Regions from separate parts of the Anser cygnoides genome. Here region 1 is linked to region 2. The links are chromatin contacts, called in public Hi-C maps. All regions are on one chromosome and are shown on one strand. The core of a region is the stretch at or near the end of the contact, and the rest is flanking DNA. Distances in the headings are between cores, read along the strand shown.

Region 1 (3,832 bases), core at 741-3,240, 320 kb before region 2:
CATTTGCATATTAATTTGAATGATGTTACAGCTATTTTTTCTTTTAATTACTTCAGAATGGGAAAGCTTTCATACACCAGTGATTCTCTTTTCTAGCCTGTGAGTTTTTAGCTTTTCTCATTTAGAATTAAGAGCTGTTCAGGGCATTCATCACCCCTGACAGCTGTTAATCCCCCTCAACTCTGCAGAGTCACTGTGTTAAAATATTTGGAGTAAGTAACAGGACCGTTCATTCCTATTTTGGATTGCACCTGTGCTCCTTTCAGCTCATTAGTCTTTCTATGACAGTGGCTAGTTCCACATGCCTGAAGGGGAAAGTGAAAAACCTCCACAATGGAAAATTAATGCAGGGGAACAGGAGCCTGTCCCTTGCAATTGTAGGTAACTACATCGTAAAATCCTTTTCATAAGCCAGCCACATCCATATGAAAACTGATTTCAGTTTTTGTTCTCTCCTGATTCTTGTTGGGAAGCTTTTCACAAGGACAGTTTTGTTGAGTAAAATTCTTTTAATTTCCAATCTACGTTTATTCATGGCCACTTTATACCATATGTTCCTTTATCAGTAATGTTCTTCTGCATAAGCAGTGGGTTTTGTTTCTTTCTTCCTCTGCCTATTTTTATGCTCATGTTCTGTTTACAGATGGAAACAAGATCCTCTTGTCAATCTCTTTTCAACCTCCTGTGACAGCAAAGTCCCTCCGCTCCCCTTAATGCTGCTGTTGACACGAGGTGAGCACTGTGAATATGAACTCGTCCTTCCTGTACTGCAGTGACCAGCACTGTCATTTGTATTTGAAATGCAGCTATACTGGAGGGGCAACAACACTACTGAAAACACCATGCTTGTTATGTCCTAGGGTTGCATTTGCTTTCTTTGCAGCTGTAGCTGAAGTCGGAGATACCTCACAGATCTCGTTTTACCCTCCCCTCTAATTTTCACCTGAACAGCTCCCAAAGCACAGCAGATATCATTATTAGTCATTATTTCGTGCTTAGCATTACTTTGCCATTTCCGTTACACCGCTATTAAAAATCATTGCTTCTTTGCCAATTCCATTGTCATAACCTAGAAGGGGGTTGTGACTCCATGGATTAGCGAACGCTGTGTGCATGCAAGGACCAACATTTCGGGATCCTGAGCATGCAACATTCAGCACATCTTTCATTTATAGCCTCTAAGTAGAGGTGATGACTTCTGTGGGGCAGCACTGAGGACGCTGAAACGGGGAAGACGACACTGGAAATGGGGAAAATTGCCCAAGTTGATTCCTGACATCAAGAGAAAAAGGTGCATGCTCCAGGAGGCCTCTGTAGGCAGCGGCAGTGACTTTGCTCCCGTTAGAGAAGATGAAGATGGGCACCAGCACGTGCTGGTGGACTTGACCCTGGATGGGCTGGCTGAAGGAGGTCATGTAGACAACATGAAGACAACCGCCTGCAGACTCACGCGTGCCAGGAATTACTGCCACACTAACGCCAGGCCCCGGGCACGCAGCATCCCCGCAGACGCAGTGCCCATTAGGCAAGTTTCTGCTGTGTGCTGCCGGGGTTCAGCTGTCCTCGCTCTTACAGAGATACCCACCAACGATTCGATCCGCGTATTGATCTAAGGCAATCACTGAGTTTGGGAAGAGGAAGCAAAGGTGCTGCGTGCTTTTGGTGAGTCCGTACAGAGGGAAAATAAACTCACTATGAGGGAAGTGCTGCCTGGGGAGTGACGGTGGTCAGAGCACACTTCCTCTCATTTCAACTCTCTGCAAATGCCAAGTACATTTCCTTTAAAAGCAGAACACGCACAAAATAAGTGATGTCCTTATGTCTGTCTGTCTCTGTCCGTCCCCATCACCCCCGACTCGCGCAGGAGCCGCCCGCCCGCTTCGCTTCCCTCGCCGCCGCCGCGGCGCGAACCACAGAGCCAACCCCCGGATGCGGAAGCGGGCGGCGGGCCGTAGCGGAAGGGAGGCGGGTGGGCGGGGGGGGGGGGGGGGGGGGGGGGGGCCGAGCCATGGCTTTCCGGTAGCGGCGGCTTCCCCTCCTCCCTCCCCCTCGCCTCCGGTCGGCACCGGGCGGCATGGCCCGGGCCCCGGCGGCCGTGAGCGGCGGGAGGCGGGCGCTGCTGGTGCTGCGGCCTCGCGGCGCCCTCCCGCACCGTGCTGCCGCTGCCGCCGCGTCACGTGAGCGCCGCGCGCCCCTCGGCCGGGGGGGGCGGGGGGAGAGGGGAGGGGATGAGGGGTTGAGGGGACGGGGAGGGGGGGAGCACCTCTCGGTTTCGGTGTCAAAGCATATCGCAGCCTGTCGCGATAATCAAAAGGCGTGCGTTCCTTAATACATGGCATCGTTAGGATGCTCCTAGGGAGCTCCCGAGCCGGTTGGATGCCTGTCGGTTGGCCGTTCCCTCATAAAAACGTGGGGTTTTCTTTTGGTGTTTTGTCTCCCCCAGGTGTCAGCACCTCAGCGCCCGGGTCCTCACAGGGCAAGGGCAGCGTCTCCCTGCTGGGGAGCAGGAGGCTCTTCTTCGACACCCATGCGCTGGTGTGCCTCTTGGAAGAGAATGGTAACGTGCCCCAAACACGCAGCTTACCCTGGTGGCATCTATAAGGGGGTTTTGTACAGAGCCTGGCTAGTTGCCTCCCCTTGACCTGTGGTGGTAGACCTTCAGGTTTATGTGTTGTCTTTTGTGCCTTCTGGGTTCCTACATCTCTAGCGTACAGAGCCTAGAAGCACGTTGATAACGCTCCAGTTGTCTCCGCTGTCCCTCCTGGTGCGCCCAACAGCCTTGTGGTGTCTAGCTGCCTGCCCCGCTAAACCGCAGCAATGCACAACAACGTGTTGTAATAGGATTGGAAGTGGACTGCCCAAAAAATGCAGCTTTTGGGGTGGAGTGTGGAATACTCTATGAAATACAGCTCTTCTTATGCTAAGACATAATGGAATAGATTATTTCCATTTGATTATGATGTTACTGAGGTGGGGAAGGTCAGCGCAGCTGAACTGATTTTTAATAGCTCGCATGCCTGAGAAGGAGAGGTCCCAGTCCCTTTCCCCTAACGTGTGATTGCATCTCTTTATGTGTTCCAGCCTCATTCTCAGGAAACTATGCAGCTCTTTGCTTGATTGGTGTTCTGAGAGATTAGTTTAATGAGCTCACAGAACAGTTGTGTGAGCAAGCACCAAGACACGTACAAAGTGGCAGGAGGAGGGGAAAGAATAGAGTGAGGAGAGCTGTCTCTTTTTGGTGATAGCAAATGATTAACTCAGCTCATCTACTGAAAGGAACTTGATTGCAGACCCCATCTCTGCTTTCTGACACTAACCTGCTACGTATTTGAAACAATCACCCTCTCCATAATTATTAGATCTTGTTCATGACACTTTCTCCTACGTTTTGAAAGTAGAAAAGTTGAGAGTATTTCCAGGGACTATGTTTTACAATAGTTCACAACATACTTGGTTTAAAGGGCTTTTTTGTGGTGACTCAGAGGCTGAGAGGACTAAAATCATTGAATTGCTGGGATTTGCATATCTTCAGTGGTATACTTAGGGTATACTAAAAGTAGGTATCTGCTTTTGAAGGTCAGGATTCTTGTTGATAGAAATAACCACGTGAGAGATGACATTGCATAATGCTTTTAGAAAAACTTCCAGCACTTCTCTTGCTGATATTGTAATGGTGCTATAATGGTGCTGTACTATAGAAGTAGCTATACAATGTCACAGGTGTCATTTTGGGGTGGAGGAGGTTGGGTGTACTGCCTGGTTGTGTTCTTTTGCTAGTGCTACATGGAGAGAAGTACGCTCTTTTTTATCTTTTATAGCTGACTTTTTTTTT
Region 2 (3,703 bases), core at 200-2,699:
GGAAAACCATAAAAAAATTACACTATTGCTTTTTTTTTTTTTTAAAGTACAATACAATTAATGTCATAGTGCTTCTATTGTGACTGGTTACATACTTTAAGACACAAACGAGACCACTCTGCAGATACACAACGGAATAAGTTTCAGAAGTTGTCATCCATCCTGCAACTAGCCTGGTTAAGAAGTTTAAAAGTTTATCAGTTCTTTCCACACACGCGTCTGCAAGCGTGCTTGGTGAAATTTTCAGAAACACCCACTCAAAGCAAGTGGCGCTGTACTAGGAAGAACAGTAAAGTTTTAAGACGTCACAATTTTAGTGCACCACGTTATCAGTTATTTCTGATCATAGTTAACTACACATACAAGTTCCCTGATAAATTCAACAAGCTGGGCATTTACATAGGAAATGGGAAAAGCGAGAAAAAAGTTATGAGCGATTTGGAAAAGCAAACGCTGCTTTCAGAATTCAAATAGGTATGAGACAACTTAGGGCTCAAAGATGCTTTTTGTTTTTAACCTGCAAGTCTACAACAGAAACTAATAAACGTGTCACACTTAACATATTTAAGAGGAGTCTTTTCCTAGCACTTCAAGTGGCTTAAGTTTAATATCTCAATCCGGTGAGTGCCATTTCCCTCGTGACAGGGAACGCCTACCTAACAAAGGAAGCTAGCCCTACCTCTTCAGTTTACAAGACTTTAACTTTCAAAATCATTCACTGTTTACGCTTCTGGAACACAATACACCATCAGTTGTTTGAGGTCTTGCGGGAAAATATCACGTTAATCGTTTTATTTTTGTAAAATTAAAGCCGGTATACCTGCAAGAGGTCAAACTCAATGAACAACTAAAATAGACACACGGACGGAAGTTCGCAGGTGGCAGTAAGACCATGAGTTTTATTAGCGAGAGGAAAATGCAAGTTTAATCCTCTTTGTTAAACCACCAGGAGAAAAGACGTCTCTTTGGGGGCACTCAGGGCGGTGCTCTGCGAAAACCCCTCGCCCACAGGGGAGAGCAAGCAAGCAGCCCGGCACAGGCTGCCTTTCCCTCCCCTTCCCACGCAGGCAGGGGGCGCTGAAGGAAGCCGAGAACTTTGTGCCCCCTCAGCGTGAGGCGCGGGGAAGGCGGCGGCGACGACACACGGCGCCTGAGGAGCCCTGCGGCGGGCAGCGCGGCCCGGCGGCAGGCCGGCTGACGGGGCGGCTCCGCAGCGGGACGGGAACCTCGGTTCGCTCCCCCTCAGCGCCAGAGGGCCCCCCCCCCCGTCGGGAGCGGCGGCGCGGACCCACCTCAGCTCCGGCTGCAGCCCCGGGGCCGGTCCCGCTGCCGGGGGCCCGCGGGGAGGCGGCGGCGGCGGCGAGCTTTTCAAAATGGCGGGCTCTCGGGCGGCCAGGAGGAAGCGGGAAGGCGGCGGCCAATCAGCGCCCGCGGCACGGCCGGCGCGAGGAGGCTGCGCGGCGTGCTGAGGGGAGGGGGGGCGGTGACGTCAGGGCGTGCGCGGCGGGTGGCGGAGGGGACGGGACGGGGGGGGCGGGCGGGCAGTGTGGCGGCTGCGGCTCCCCGCGCCTCAGGGCGGCGGCCAACGGAGGAGAGCGGCCGTTGGGGAGGGAGAGGGAGACGGGGAGCGGGGTCTCCTGGTGCCCTGGGACCCGGGGGTGGCGGCGGGTGCCGGTGTTCCTCCGGGAGCCGGCGCTGTGCCGGCAGCGAGCGGCTGGCGGCGGGGAGCGGCTTGAGGGGAGGAAGGGGGTTAATAAAAAACGAAGCTGATTGCAGCTGTTTGCCTTCTGGGCGTGCAGGAAGCGCGGCGATCGGCGTGGGCTTGATAATTAAGGGAGGGAACGTGCAACATAAACATAACCGCGGCAACGCTGAGGAAACGCTGCGATTTGTATACTTGGCGCAAAAAAATGGGGCTGGGGAACGATCCTGACCCCCCCAACTCGACGACACGGACGCACTTTCTATGTTCAAAGTTTTAAGTGCGTGCAGTCAAAGCTGGTGGTACTTAAAAAACACGCAAGTTATTTATCAACGACACGTAATTACACAAGCCCGAAGTGAACAAGCACACAGTACGCAGAGCACCATCCCTGCACTATCCCTTAATTACGGCAGCGTTACACGGGACCCGCAGCCCCGGGCAGCGGCAGCCCCGGTGCGGCCGAACGGCGGGGCTATGAGCGGCCGCTGCTGTCACAGCCGCCCGGCCCGGCCCGGCCCGGCCCGGCCCGGCACTGGGGGCTCCCCCCGCCCCGGGGCCGCCGTTCCGCCGCTCCCCGCCCGCCCGCCCGCCCGCGGGGAGGGCGCGCAGGGAGAAGCGAGGCGAGCGGAGGCGCCGAGCAGGACGGAGCAGCCGCCGGGCTCGCACCCCCCGGCCCCGGGCGAAGGTAGGGGGCCGCCGGCGGGCTGAAAGCCCCCCGGGCGCCCGCTGGTACCTGCGCGGTGAGGGGCCGAGCCCGCCTCCCGCCCCTCAGCGCGCTCGCGTTGTCCTGGGCAAAGGAGCGGCTCGGTCCCGGCACGGTCCCCTCAGAGACATTTCTCCTCAGGGGTGGTCCCCTCCCGGCCCCGGGAACTTTTATTTAAACGTAGGGTTTCCGCGATTTTGACAGGCTTTTGAAAGCCCGTGCCACATACCTTCCCGTGAGGCGTGCTTCGCCACGCGTCAGGTGCGAGCGCAGCGGTACGAAAGCTGCTAGGGCAGGGAGAGGCTGCTGCTGGGAGAAACCTCCTCGCTTTTCAGCGTATTTATCTCAGAATACGTAAACTGGGCTCGTAAGGAAATATTAAAGTTCCAGGGATTTACAGTCCAGAGCTGTAACAACTATATTGACTATCTAGAGAAAGAAATCCTACCTACTATAAACGTTTATACATCTGCATGTTACAGTCAAGCTACTTCAAAATTCCTGCTCTGTGAATTCTCTGTGAATCATGCCTTATTCTAAAATGAATGGAATTTCACACTGAAAATACTCACGGTAAAATGTTTAAGTAACATCAATGGTCTGGCTTAAACTAACAAAATCCATGAAATCCAGCACAGAAGCAAAGCGTTTATCCTCATTTTACCTCTGTGTCCTGGGTTTCCAGACATTTCTCCTCACAGATTATATAGTTATTCATTGTTTGACCAGGGCTTTAGGTTTAGTGAAGTGAGTAAACACCAGGTGGCCAAGTTCTGCTCCCAGTTCTGACTTCACGCCATGGTAACTCCATTTGGTTCAGTGCTGTTATTCTGGCTTTACAGGGCTGTCATTGGATACTGAATTTGTTCAATAGCTTCTGCCATATTTTGTGAATTTTGTCAGATTAAGCCAGGCTTCTAGTACAGGATTTATTTATAAACTGGACAATGCACAATTTAACTGATAATTCTCTTTAACAGGACTTGCAGAATTGGAAGTATAGATACAACACGTGTTTTTAGTAGAGGCAAGAAACCACAATGGTGTTTTGTGTGGCTAAAAGCTATAAGCATTCGGTACTGATGACCTTCTTAGTGGAGATTCTGGTATGACAGAACTAAAAGCTTTAGGGAAACTATTTTGTGTGCACACATAAATAGCAAAGCCAAGATGAGAATGACTTTTAAAGTTAGAAAAAAAAAAAAAGAAAGAAAAAAGTCTTAAAGAATTCCAGTAATGACATTCTGAAATAGAGACAACTTAAATATAGGAAGCTCATATTTTCCGCTCTGGTG

The links. A called contact is a pair of places that touch in the nucleus more often than the background predicts.
Region 1: a Hi-C map of liver shows a contact between it and region 2, with 1.8 times the contacts expected there. The contact joins the promoter of MCUR1 here to the promoter of DEK in region 2. A contact is called at or near these places in 2 of 7 Hi-C or Micro-C datasets (both in liver).

The regions. Positions count from the first base shown.
Region 1 is chr2:53,457,511-53,461,342 of Taihu_goose_T2T_genome, reverse strand. It overlaps MCUR1 (mitochondrial calcium uniporter regulator 1), which reads left to right and starts at 1,990. Exons shown (of 9, transcript XM_066992087.1): 1 at 1,990-2,177; 2 at 2,444-2,557. The coding sequence starts at 2,075.
Region 2 is chr2:53,141,857-53,145,559 of Taihu_goose_T2T_genome, reverse strand. It overlaps DEK (DEK proto-oncogene), which reads right to left and starts at 1,449. Exons shown (of 11, transcript XM_048058082.2): 1 at 1,293-1,449. RNF144B (ring finger protein 144B) reads left to right here and starts at 2,261. Exons shown (of 8, transcript XM_048058085.2): 1 at 2,261-2,390.